Linked DNA regions of Canis lupus: region 2 is linked to region 1. The links are chromatin contacts, called in public Hi-C maps. All regions are on one chromosome and are shown on one strand. The core of a region is the stretch at or near the end of the contact, and the rest is flanking DNA. Distances in the headings are between cores, read along the strand shown.

Region 1 (6,777 bases), core at 2,550-5,049:
CCCTTTTAAATGGACATACTACATGGGATGCCTGGGTAGCTCAGCAGTTGAGCGTCCTTGGCTCAAGGCATGATCCTGGGGTTCCAGGATAGAGTCCCGCATCGGGCTCCCCACAGGGAGCCTGCTTCTCCCTTTCCCTCTGCCTATGTCTCTGCCTCTCTCTTTGTCTCTCTTGAATAAATAAATAAAATCTTTAAAAAAAAATAAATGGACATACTACAAATAATACAGATTGGCAGCTATAGGACACAGTGACTTTTGACAATATTTCAAAATGAGGATGGAAATGCAAATGAAATGGGGTTGCAGGGCCCTCTAATGCCCTAAAAGAGACTTGGGCAGCAATTTTGTTGGCAATAGGGAATCATGGGAGGTTTTTGAGTAGTTTTGGAACTTTCAGAAGATTACTTTGGCAAGATTAGCAAGATCCACAAGTGCCAAAGAATGATGCTTCTCTTTGTCTAACTTTCTGACCTTTATGTGACATGACTATATTGGCAATGCCCACTGTGTGACTCACTTGGTGTGTAAACCCCCTCAGTTCACACATGAGTAAGCCAAACAATAACCATGTTGCTTCATGGTGCTTGTTGACCTAATACAAACATAAAGTCTCAAGGCAAATGAAATGTTACATCATTTCAGTGCTGCCATGATATTAATAGTCCTGGAGGAAGTTACAAGTAAATAAAACTTCTGTTAATGAAAAGTGGTGATGGTAGAAATAAACATTGTATGAACTCTTGCCATATAAGATGAGAAAATGAGACTACATATATATTTCCAAAATACTGATTCCTGATATTTAATCTACACAAAAATACTAGACGTGCCTAAATAATAAATCTTGCATGTGAGGCCTGAAACAATTAGATTTTTCAAGAGTGTTTCTGTGAAGATACAGAGGGTTTTTAATTTGCTCACTTAATAAAAAAACATTTTTAAAGATCACATAAGAATAAGTGGTCTTATGCTGATTCATAGTTGCAACCATGTTCTCTCTTCCTACTAACTCCACTCAGAAAACAAGTTTACAGACAGACACATCCAACTAGGAGGAAATCTCTGCTGTGAACATCACGTAACATACAAAGACTATACAGGAAAAAGACCCGGGTATGTTTACTTTGTTGTTATACACGTGAATGTCACCTTACAGAGATTATTAAGGACTAAGAAAAAGAAATGTGTCATTTGTTTGGTTTTTGGACTAGGAATTGATGTTAGAGGATTTTAAATAAATTATAACAAGCTTATAAAAAAGTACATAGAACAAAAAGGGATAACATCTTGCTATTATTGCCTCTGACCATTTTACAAAGAGACACCCCCTTTGGACTTCTTCCTATTCCCCTCTCCTTCTTTTCTCCTCCCTTAACAGGAAATCATTGTTTTGAAGTCTGTGTGTAGCCTTCCTGTTAATAGTACTATATATTTACTTATATAATATGCAATTCATTATATTCTCTATGGATTGTGTGTTCTAATTTTTCCTTCTCCAAGGTCATGAAGATATTCTCCTGTATTACATGCCGGTATTTTTGAAGTTCTATTTTTTTTTCCAATTTAGGTTTTAAATCTGTCTAAAATTTAATTTGTGAGTAAGGTCATGATCTAATTTTATTTTTTTCAAATGAATTTTTTAATGAAAAAAATAAAGAATTTAATTACTCCTTTATAATCTGTAAACTCCTCAACAACACCATGTTTTATCTATATCTTCCTCAGTGAACATTATTGGTACTTAATATAATGCATATATATTTTGGATAACTGATACGTTTTTCTAGCCCCTATTGCTTAGAAGATATACAAAGTTGTCCATCTAGATTAATCTGAGTTGTGCCTTAATTTATTCCCTCTGAACAGGAAATAGCATCTTAATAAGATTAACTTGATATAAGTACTGAATCATTCCAACTGAACTAAAAGGTCCTAATAACTTCCCTAACTTTGCCCATTTTTAGAAAGCTTGTCTGGAAAAAAGCACAAAAACCTACCTACCCTCCAAGTTAGACTCCTCTGATTTGTTCATCTATGAGGAGAAAAGCACAACAAAGTAGGACCCTGAATTAAAAACAAGTTTTAGGGCAGCCCGGGTGGCTCAGCGGTTTAGCGCCACCTTCAGTCCAGGGCCTGATCCTGCGGACCGGGGATCGAGTCCCACATCAGGCTCCCTGTGTCTCCACCTCTCTCTGTCTCTCATGAATAAATAAAGTCTTTTTTTAAAAAAATAAAAACAAGTTTTAATCTATTTTTATAAGACTTGTAGGTCAACTATTTTAGTTAGAAGAAAACATGTGCCAAACTCAATTTGATAAACATATTTCAAGAGTACCACAGATTTAGGCTCTTTATAAGGCCTAGTTACATTGATTTAGTTCTTGCAGAGATCTGCTTCCTTTCTCCTTTCTTTCACAAATAAATAATCTGAAAGTAAGATATATAACCTAACTATAATCAGAGGCAATTAATGAAAGCCAAGGAAGGTAACTTTTAAAAAGAAACATTCTAAGATTCCTTCAAAAAATACTTCTCTAATACATTTTTAAAAGTCTCCTTATAAAATTTTGATCTTTTCAAATAATTCCAGGAGCATTAGAGTCACATAAGGTATGAACATTTGTGTGTGTGTGTGTGTGTGTGTGTGTGTGTTAATATGGTTCTGACAGCCCACACAGTAAGGAGGTAAAACTGGCCAGAAGAATATAAAGACACCTTGGTAAATGTGAATAAAGTGAAATCCAAAGTGAAATAAAAACGTATGGGGAAGCAAAATCATTTTGTTTTCAAATACTGTATGAGATTAAACTTATTTTATCAAGACTAAAAGAGGCCCTCAGGTCAGAAAATGATGTCAAGGCTTTCACGTGTGTATTGGCTGAAGTCTTTTCACTTGAAATAATTTCTCTCAGCTGCTTCTTACAGAGCACGCAGGCAAATTCCCCCTGCCAAAAACAAAAAACCCAACCAAACCCAAGAGTCTCCACGAAGATTAAGCACAATCAGGACATACCACCTTCTGCCTTATCTCTAATGTAACAACATACTTCTGTTTCACTGAACAGCGCTTAGAGACCTTGACCTTCAAAATCATAAAAACGTCTAGACCAACTACCCGAGAACCCCGATTTGGGGGCGTTACGCATTCAAAACCATTGGTCTCTAGGAAGAGTTCATCTCCCCCCCCCCCCCCTTTTTAAGGGATCAAAGTCAGCTGCAAGTGTAAAAGAAAAAGTCATTTTTAAAAAAAGTTTATCCTTAAAAACGTATCTCAGCACCTGGCCTTCCTCCTGTTCAAAATAAACCAAGAGAACTCGGATTCACGCTGCCGTCTGCTTTTGCAGACCTCTCTTAAAATTGGCATTGGAAAAAAAATAAAAAAATAAAAATAAATAAAATTGGCATTGGAATTCCCCTGGGAAAATGAAATTCGGCTTCCACGTCTACCCAAAGCTTTCCCCGTGCCTTCGAGCGCTGCAAAAGCGAGATGCGAGATCCTTTTTTTTTTTTTTTTATCCCCCCCCCCCCCCCGCCCTTTTCTTCTCGTGGACGTATTCAGCGGGCGGCCACCCTGAGCTCCCCGGGCGGGCGGCGCTCGGCGGCTGAGACCCGGCCCGTCGCGCGAGTCCGGGGGCGGCGGGGGAGGGGCCGCCGCGGAGTCGGGGTTCCCGGGTCCCTCCTGTCTCCGAGCGCGGTCCCACCCCCACCCCGTCCCTCCCCGCCCCTACTCTCCGCACCGTTCGCGACCTGCACGCGCGCGCACACACACACACACACACACACACACACTGAAGCGAGACGCGCGGGGGGAGTGCGGGCCCAGAAAGGGAACCGAGGAAAAAGCGCCTGTGACACAAAATGGAGAAAGAGGAACCGAGAGGGGAAAGGAGAGAAGGAAAAGCAGGGGGGAGGGGGTCCCGGGGCAGACACGGGCGCGGGTGGCGCGGCAGGCTGCACGGGGACGGCGCCCCGGAGGCGCTCGCCGCGGGACGAAGGGGCAGACCCCGACGGAGCGAGAGGCCGAGGCGGAAAGAAAGACGTTCCAGAGGCCGAGGCTCCATTTTCAGCAGCGCCATATTCGCTTCTCCTTTCGCCGCTTTTTGTTGTAGGGTTTTGTTTGCAGCCGGTGGACGGGCGCCAGCGCGTTTCTGCAGCTTCAGCGGCTTTGGTCCGCCAGAAGGGGAGGGAGGGACGGGGCCCCCCGCCCCCCCGGCCCCCGGTCCCCGCCCCCGCCCCCAGCGCACCTCCTGCCCCCGCGCCTGGGGCTGCGCGTCCGCCTCCCGCTCTGCGCGGCTCGGGCCGGGACGCGACACCCGCCGGGGCCCCGGGGCTCCCCGGTGGCCGTGCGGTGGGCGCGTGCTGCGGCGGGGACGGCGAACCGAGACGCGTCGAAGAAACACGAACGCGCCCCTCGGGGAGGAGGCGGGGGGCGCGCGCCGGGGGGTGCAGCGAGGAGGGGCGCCCCGAAATAGAGGCTTCCCGGAGGGAGCTGGGGGTCAGGGGCGCGCGCGGGCCGGGGGCCCGGGGCCCCCGCCGCTGGGAGCCGCGGCTGCCCCGACGCGCCTCGGGGTTCCCCCCGCCGCCGGAGGAGCGGCCAAGGTCGCGGCCCGCGCGGGGCCCCCGGCGGGTGGGCAGGGAAGCGCCCCAGCGCCGGCCCCGGGCGCGGGTCTCCGCGGAGGTGCCCTCGCTTCCCGGGGATCGGAGGCGCGGTCGGAGTCGCGCAGCTCCTTCGAGGCAACTGAAAGCGGTTCCGGAAACGAAGTCCCGTCCTCTCACCCCAGGCGCCCCAACTGCTGGTTTCCGTCGAGTTACATCTCGGCCGGTCGGTGGTGCAAGTGACGAACGGCTGCAAAGTACATTCTCCTCGCGCTCCCGCTCTTTCCGCTCCGCTCGCGCTCGACACCGTCTTCGCGCACAGTCACGCTCGGGCGGGCGCCGGAGACGCCCCAAGGTTCGCGCCGCGGGCGCCCGGCCTGCCCCGATCTGCGATCTGCGAGGGCCCGCGGGGCTGCGGCCGGCCTGGACCGCGCGGGGCGGCCTCGGAGGGCGGCGGGCATCCCCGTGGGGCCCCCGCGCCGTCGGGTTCCGCGCGGTCCTGCGCCTCCAGCCCAGACGGCTGCTGCCCCCCGTGTCGCCGGGCCTTGGGTTCTTCGCGGTGCAAAGGGACGGTGGCTGCAGGGTGGAAGCGCCGGACTCTTCCGTTTGGCGGCGTGCAGCATGTCCAAGCGGAGACTCGGGGTGACCGCAATGGTAACCGAACCACACAAGGTCCCTGGGCGCGTCGGTTGAAACAGCTAAAAGCTGTTGAAACAGCTTCACTCCTGTCTTTCACCGGATCACTGCGTCCTCCTCTCCTGCCCAGCGCCACAAGCAGAGCACTGTGCATGTCACCGGCCCCTGGAGCACTCGGGTCATCTCAGAGCCCGCAGTACAGCAGGGAGCGCCGCCCACACCTGGCGCCTCGGGAGCTGCTCGCTGCCAGCCGCCAGCCCTCGAACCCCGCTCCCCGGGAGCCACCGACGGCGCATGCCCACCTGCGGGTCTGCCTTGGACAGGATAACCCGGCTCTTCTATTACTCCGGCTATATTAACGGGCCTTTAAATTTTGGAATGACATTTAAGTCATTACCGACGGTTGATTATTTATATGTCTAGTTTTTCAGATGACAGATTTACATAAAGAAAATCTATCTTTCCCAAGCAGGAAAATAAAAGAGATTTCTTACATTCTTCTATTAGAAAAGTTGCATTGAGATGCAAGTTTCAAGTTACTTTAGTATTAAACTGTTTTCCCTAAGCGAGAGCTGGGTGTCTAAGCTCAAACATTAGTCTTGGCATCGTTAGTTAAGGTGATCTTTTCCTTGTGGTTGCGTGTGTGTGTGTGTGTGTGTGTGTGAATGCTAACATCAAAACTTCAAATCGATAGCTGCGTGATGGTTTTAGAATATTCCACAAAATTAAGAAGTAAAAATATTGGCAAGCTATAGGCCTAGCTCACAGAGAACATTACAACTTCTGTTTCTGAGACAAGGTAAAAGGGGCTATAGGACATTTTAAAATTTAAAGTATTCGTAGTCTGGAATAGATATTTATCATTTCACGATACATGAAATTTTAAACTGAGCATTGCCTGTAACACTCAGGTTTATATTATGTTTTTGGATATACTCAACCCTCTTTTGTGTTTCCTCTTTCATGAGAAAGCTTACTTTTTAGTCACCAGCTTTCTTTTAATTTAGTCATGAACTGTTTTTTTTTGTTTTGTTTTTTGTTTTGTTTTTTTTTTTAGTACAAACCCTAAGGCTATTTAGAAGATGATATTTATGGCAGCCAAATACAGGGCAAAAAAAGTTCAAATTTAGTAATTTTCTCATCTCTCAAAGATCACTTCCTTCAAAAATAAAAGTTGGAAATTGTAATTTGGTTGGTACTCTATCCACTCTTACATCTGGCCATTGAATTCAACTGATTAGGTATTAAGGCCTACTTTTAAAAAAATCATTGTAAAGCATTTATTAAACTCAAGAGAAACTGGGATTTCTTTTCATAAATCCATGTACTGATGAATTGCAATGTAGGACAAAGATCACCATTTAATGTATCTCACTTCCACTAATTCATGTGTCAAGTAGTGCTGGGTAATATGCAATTTAGGAAGAAAAATCAAATCATCTCTATTTGACAGATTTACCATGTAAAAGATGTCATATAATCACTGTCTTAGACTTAAGAGGCAAAATTTTAAGTAGAGCTCTTATATTTTATTCAAAATCC
Region 2 (6,777 bases), core at 2,938-5,437, 240 kb before region 1:
TTCCTTTGTTGGTTCTTCCACATCTCCCTGACTCTGGAAGTTTGGAATGCCCGTGGCTTACCTCCCAGGCCTCCGTTTTCCCTCTTACTTTTACCACCCACCCCTCCAGGTGAACTTATCCAGTTTTGTGGTCTCAAATTGCCTTCTAAGTGCCAAGGACTCCCAAATTTATATCTACAGCTCAAATCTTTCTCCTTGTAACTCCAGAATTATATAACCAATGTCGATATGCCAGATCCACTTGAATGTTTAACAGATACTTAAATTCGGCACAACCAAAGCCAAATTTCTGATTTTCCCCCAACCAGACCTGTGTCTATACTAGCTTCTCCATCTCATTAGGTAACAACTGCAATTAAACAAGTATTTAATTACCGAGGCCAAAAGCTTTAGAATTATTCTCAACCTCACCCCCCTCATATGATACATTGAAACAAACAGTAAAATTCTGTCAGCTTTTGTTTCAATTATATCCAGAATTTGACCAGATCCACTCTACATTTTACACCACAATTATCCCACTAAGTAGCTAAAGACATACATACAGTCCTCAACACAATAATCATTCTGAAATTTAAGTCAAATCAGGTACCTCTTCAGTTTAACCCAACATGGATCCCAACTTACACATACGTAATAGCCAAAGTCCATGACTCTGATCTCATCTCCTGTTACCGTCCTCCTGGTTCACCCTTCTCCAGCCCCACTAGCTGCGCCGCTATTCCTCAAACATTAAGCAAACTCTTGCCTCAGGCCTTAGTATTTACTGTCTGCCTTTCTTGAATACCTTCCCCAACTTGTCCACATGACTCACATACTTCCTTTGGAGGTCTTTTCTGACCACCTGACATTTATATTTACTTGTTTGATTGTTTCCTATTACCTCCCCCAAGTAAAATGCAAGTTTCACAAGGCTAGGGTTTTTTTTTTTTTTTTAAATAATTTTTTAATTTATTTATGATAGTCACAGAGAGAGAGAGAGAGAGAGAGGCAGAGACACAGGCAGAGGGAGAAGCAGGCTCCATGCACTGGGAGCCCGATGTGGGATTCGATCCCGGGTCTCCAGGATCGCGCCCTGGGCCAAGACAGGCACCAAACCGCTGCGCCACCCAGGGATCCCTAGGGGGTTTGTTTTATATGCCAGCCAATTCCCAGTGTTTAAACTTCAGCAGGCACAAAATAAATCTCTGTTAAATTAACAACAAAACTGATGGATGCATAGAGCCAATTTACAACTCTGAATAACCTATCTAATTTGTCCTAGTCCCTCATGTCTGGCTAGTCACCAAAAGATTACTGGCTCTGGCCTGAAAATTAAACATTAAGAAACGGAAAGAGGCTACCTTTGTCTCTACCAAATTTCTGGTCCCCTGAAAGTGTTCCAAAAAGTTAAGTTTCAATGTAATGTGAAGAACTTGTTCCATTCAGTGTCTCTGCTTGGGTAGAATAAAATTGCTTCTGGTATTCCTTCCAATTTCAACACTGCTAGGTAGAGAAACACAGATTAAAATAATTTTCTGGATCCTTCTTTTCAAATTCTACTTTGACATAGAATCTTCTCGATTATGCTTCTTTATTCTCTATCTTTGCTCCTACAGTTAAGTGCTCTGATTGTTTTACTGCCTAATTAACTCTGAAATTAAACTGCGTGAAATTATAAATGAAAATTTTATGAGGGTTCTCATGCAAGCCAGACTACATAATCGAAATTTTAAACTACTGCTACTAAATTTCTATATTCCTTTAAAGGACCTTAAAATTCCATGAATAACTGGAAAGTATCTTCAAGATCTTTGGACAGGTTATGTATAGGCTTTTACCAGGAGCACCTGGGTGGCTCAGTCTGCTAAGCATCTGCCTTCAGCTCAGGTCATGATCCTGGGCTCCTGGGATCAAGCCTGTATCCAGGTCCCTGCTGGGCAAGGAGTCTGCTTCTCCCTCTCCCTCTGTCCTTCCCCATGCTCTCAATCTCTCTCAAATAAATAAAATCTTTTTTTAAAAAGGACTTTCTAGCTACAGAATTTATTCAATCATGATAAATTCTATATATTAAAGGCATTCTTAAGTGTCCTCGGAGTTATAGTTTCACTAATGATTTTTATTCTTTTTTATTTTTATATTTTTAAAGATTTTATTTATTTATTCATAGAGAGAAAGAGGCAGAGAGAGAAGCAGGCTCCATGCAGGGAGCCGGACGTGGGACTCGATTCGAGGTCTCCAGGATCAGACCCCGGGGCTGCAGGCGGCGCTAAGCCGCTGGGCCACCGGGGCTGCCCCTTCACTAATGATTTTTACACATTTATATCATTTACTCCGAAAATGAGGTATAGCCAAAGTCCATGACTTTGTCTCCATGAGTAGCAAGTGGCACCAGGTGAAGATAATGAATATAGACAGATACCACACAATTGTTTGCATGTATGAATCTTAAGTGTGAAATGCTTACACTGTGTAACTTACAAAAATGAAATTGTTAAAATCATGGGGCCGGGGCAAAAGCAATTTTATATTCCATTCTTTTTCGCTGAATGTAAATTTCCATTTAGTGTTAAACTCAATAGTTTGTACAAATTTATGATAACCTATGGGGGGAAATGTACATTTCATATCTAGTCATGAACGACATACCATATTCATATCTTGTCTAGGATGACAATTGTTGGTAAACCTTACTTTTTTTTTTTTTTTTTTACCCACATAACTATTCAAAGCATTTTCTGAAGGGCTGAATCGGATCGTGTGAAATTCTGTCTTTATCCCATAATCCTTAAATCAGTGAAATGTCATCTTTTCCGTGGCAGCAGGTTGCAGATGGACTGGATATCTACCCTCCGGTACCGCTCCCGAAGTAGGAGTAAAGAGCAACAAACTGACATTACAAGTTAGCCTCAAGCTCAGAAAAGAAAGTTAAAGAAAAGAAATGGAAGGAAAACAAAAAGAAAGAAAACTCTCTTGTGCTACTGGTTGGGCTTCTCTTCCTGTAACACCCCCAAGTGCCTCCCCTACCCAGAAAACTTCTATTTTTAATTCCAGGACCAATACGGTGGAGGCTTCAAGATCCTCCAGATTTCAAAGCTGTGATACGAAGCCCTATTCAACAGGCTAAAAAGTCCAAGGTACACCGAGAGGAAAACTTCTGCAACACAGACGCCGACCAAAATGCCTATCTTCCCGGAAAGGAAGAGAGGCAAGAAAGCAGCTAAAATGGCAAGTGTAACCGGATAGGTGAAAATTTAGGGGAAGCCATGACTATTCTCTCCACACTCAGGAGGCAGCAAAGCGAAGATGTAAAAGGTCTGCCCACGCTACTCTTCTCCTTCTTCCCCCAGCTCAGCTGGGTGCAAGGATCGCCCCCAGAATGGCTGAGGGAAGACGAGGTATCGACACCCCATGCTGGAGGCACCGTCCGACCTGTCACCGAGACCGGAACCGGAGAAGGGGAGCACAGCGGTGAGGAGCGGGGGTGGGGGACCAACCCTGAGGCTGGGGTGACCAGGAGACCCCGGCGGGCCCCGGGGAGCAGGGCCGCCAGAGCCCAGGATGCCCACGTCCTGGCCGCGGCGCCGGCTCCCTCCGAGGAAACCGGGTGCAAGCCCGCCCCACCCCCTCCTTTCTGCCGCGACCCGTACGTTTCGGCCCCGGGAGTCCCTGAAGAGGCGCAGCCCTCGGGCGGCCGGCGGCCCCGCTTACCTGCTGCACCCCGAGGAACTGGTAGAAGTTGAGCTGCACCTCCTCCACCAAGTCAAATAACTCCAGGTCCCCGCTCTCCCAGCCGTGCGCCGGCCCCACCGCCGCCAGGAGCAGCAGCAACAGCAGCGGCGGCGGCGGCGGGAACCGCACAAGCCGACGCCAGCGACGCCGAGGTGGCCGAGGTGGCCGAGGTGGCCGGGCCGGCCGGGAGCAGGTAGCCGTCATCGCACTGGGCTCGGAAAGGTCAGCCGCCACGCTGTGCCGTCGGCCGCCACCGGGGACGTGGCGGGCAGCGCGGGCTGTGCGAACAGCGCCTGTCAGTCAGAAGCACCGGCAGCCGCACGGGAGGCGCCCGCCCCGCGGCCCGCCCCGGCGGCAGGGCGAGGGCGAGGGCGGCGGGAGCGGGCGGGAGCGGGCGGACGCAGCGGCGGGTGGGTGGCCGGGCGGGGCCGCAGGCGGCTCTACCTTCCGCAGACCCTCACCCCCAGGCCTACAAACAGCTGCACGGCCGGCGCCCGGCGCTGAGGTTGCAGAGGGGGAGCGGCTTCCCTTCGCCTCAGCCTATCCCAGTCCCCGCTTCCGGTGACATCACGTCTCCTAGCAACCGCGGGGCCGTGGGCGGGGCCGGAAGTAGGGAAGTCGGGCGGCCGGGATCCGGGCCTCTGAGAAACGCCTTTTTTGTCGCTCGCTAGCGCACCCTGAGAAGCTGTGCGTTTATTTACGCAGATTAAGGCACATGGAAGCACACGTGTACCTGAACAGCCCACGTATAAATCTTCCTCGGAAACGTCTACCTTCTTACTATCTTCCCCGCCCGCCGTTTGGAAAACCAGCATATTTGAAGACTGATTTGATTATGGCCTCTGTTTACAGACATTTCATTATACTGTCTGCATAAAGATACAGGAGAAATTGAACCCACGGCCTGAAAGCGGGGGGGGGGGGGGGGGGGGGGCAGTTCTAGTGAATAGAGCGTCCTTTATGGCCGAGGTGAAGCAGAAATGGAATTCGGACCAACACAAAAAGTATAGTGCTAAATAAGATTTATGGGCATAATACCATATGGCATAGGCAGCCTGGTAGAATGAATAATGGTGACTCAGTCACAGTCTCAAGGGAAGTGCAGTTTATCCACCTTAACCCCTTTTTTCTTTCTTCTTTCCTTTCCTTTTCTTTTCTTTTCTTTTCTTTTCTTTTCTTTTCTTTCTTTTCTTTTCTTTTCTTTCTTTTTTTTCCTTAACCCATTTCTAATTGGGACTCCTTTCCCAACTGAGATGTTTTTAAAGAAATATACAGGCTTAAAACCTGCTTTCCCTTTCCCACCGATGTCTTACCTCCTACTCCTGCATTGCTTCTGTGCAGTACCTTCTAAGTTTTTTTCCTCTACCACTGTTGCTTTCTCTTGCGTAAACTTAATTTTCTTTGTATGCTTCTCACACTTTTCCTCCCTGACCCCCTACTCTTGTTGAGGAAGTAGAAGGGAATATATATATATATATATATATATATACCATATACCATATATACCAAATATATATATATATTTGTATTAACTCAGGGTGCTTGCCCAGTTTTGAAAATTTTGCATTATGCTTTTCCCATCTTGGACCTTGCCAGTTAAATTAAGCTCAATAGGGGATAAAACTACTTTCACTCTTATTATAAAAGCATATATTTGATCAAGGTTAGGAAAACAGTAACTAGGAAGTAAATCTTAAATCCTTTTATTATTACAACACAAAATATTTTTAAATCGTCATAAGTGAATGCAAAACTATCTTGCCTTAGAATGTATATGCTTGAATTTATCACATTTTAATTTGATCCTGAGGCTTACCTTTCAAAGATACATGAGCAGGGGTGTCTCCATCTGCCAGGGCTGCTACAACAGAATACTATAGACTGGGTAGCTTAAACAACACATTTGTTTTTCCACAGTTCTGGAGGCTGGGAAATATGAAATCTGGGTGCCAGCATGGTAGGACTCTAGTGAGGGCTCTTTCCTGGCTGTAGACAGCTGCCTTCTTCCTGTACCCTTACAAGGTGGGACTAGGGGAAGGAAGAGAAGAGGTAGAAAGGAAGGGAGAGGTAGAAAGAAAGAGGTGTATGGAGATCTATGTTTCCTCTTATAAGGGCACTAATCCCACAATGGGAGCTCCACCATCATGACCTCATCTAAACCTAATTATCTCCCAAAGGCCCCATCTCTCAATACCATCACACTGGGGATTAGGACTTCAACACATGAATTTTGGGGAAGTCATTTAGTCGGTAGCAAGGGTTATCACTTAATCTGTGTATCCTTGGTACCAAGGACAATGCATTCAATTAGTTGAATTCAACACTGAAAATCTCCCACCATTTCTCCCAGTACAATTTTTAGCTTGCTTTTTGGTATGTCATTTCTCTTAAGATGAAAGACATCTTCATCTTCACCAAGTCTCTCATTTAACTTAATGTTTATTCAATGAGTAAAACATCTAAATAAGATGAAAGTAATCATCTTAAGTGCAATATAACATTTGAGACCAGAGTACATATTGCCACAAATCTAGGATTCTTGCCCTGACCTTTTAGCAGACCGTCTAGTATTTCCTACAGTACTGCTAATGCTTCTCACTCCTATAGAGGTCCTGCTCTTGAAGCTTTATCCTGCTCAGTTCCAATGATAGTTGTCCATGCTGACATTCTGGTCCAGGTCTCTGCAAACAACACAGTGATATTCACATTTAGGCTTCTAGTTGGCATCTTCGCATGTCCCCAAAGGGCAATGCAGCTGAATAAATCATCTTACTGAGGTCTGGACTATGTAAGCTGATAACTGCCAGCTATCTTCTTCTCCAGTGACATTTACTGACTCTGAGCATGGGCTGAAGTTTGGCCTGAGAGAGGGAGTTTACACAGGAAAAGAGAGACTACTGAAACATCTAATGATTAGTCACATGAGTTGTGTAATGGATTATAAATGTAAAGGAGCCTCAAACATACACCCAAAATTTCCCACAGGACATTTGCTGAATTCTGGGATGGTGCAAGAGGCTGAAGAACTGACTGAGCCTGATCGGTAGAGCACAGTCTCCCCACATT

The links. Hi-C and Micro-C count contacts between places; a contact is called where the count stands out from the background.
Region 2: a Hi-C map of blood shows a contact between it and region 1, with 4 times the contacts expected there. The contact joins the promoter of DNAJC1 here to the enhancer-like site in region 1. A contact is called at or near these places in 2 of 9 Hi-C or Micro-C datasets (both in blood).

Annotation. Positions count from the first base shown.
Region 1 is chr2:8,701,988-8,708,764 of UU_Cfam_GSD_1.0, reverse strand. No RefSeq gene overlaps it. Among named protein-coding and RNA genes, the nearest start is that of TRNAN-GUU, 18 kb to the left of the region's middle. Within about 2 kb of position 3,799, at least 13 of the 20 cell types and tissues checked have an H3K27ac peak or open chromatin away from gene starts, as enhancers often do. A contact at or near this core is called in blood, where this site is marked.
Region 2 is chr2:8,945,706-8,952,482 of UU_Cfam_GSD_1.0, reverse strand. It overlaps DNAJC1 (dnaJ homolog subfamily C member 1), which reads right to left and starts at 4,187. Exons shown (of 12, transcript XM_038529829.1): 1 at 3,691-4,187. The coding sequence starts at 3,915.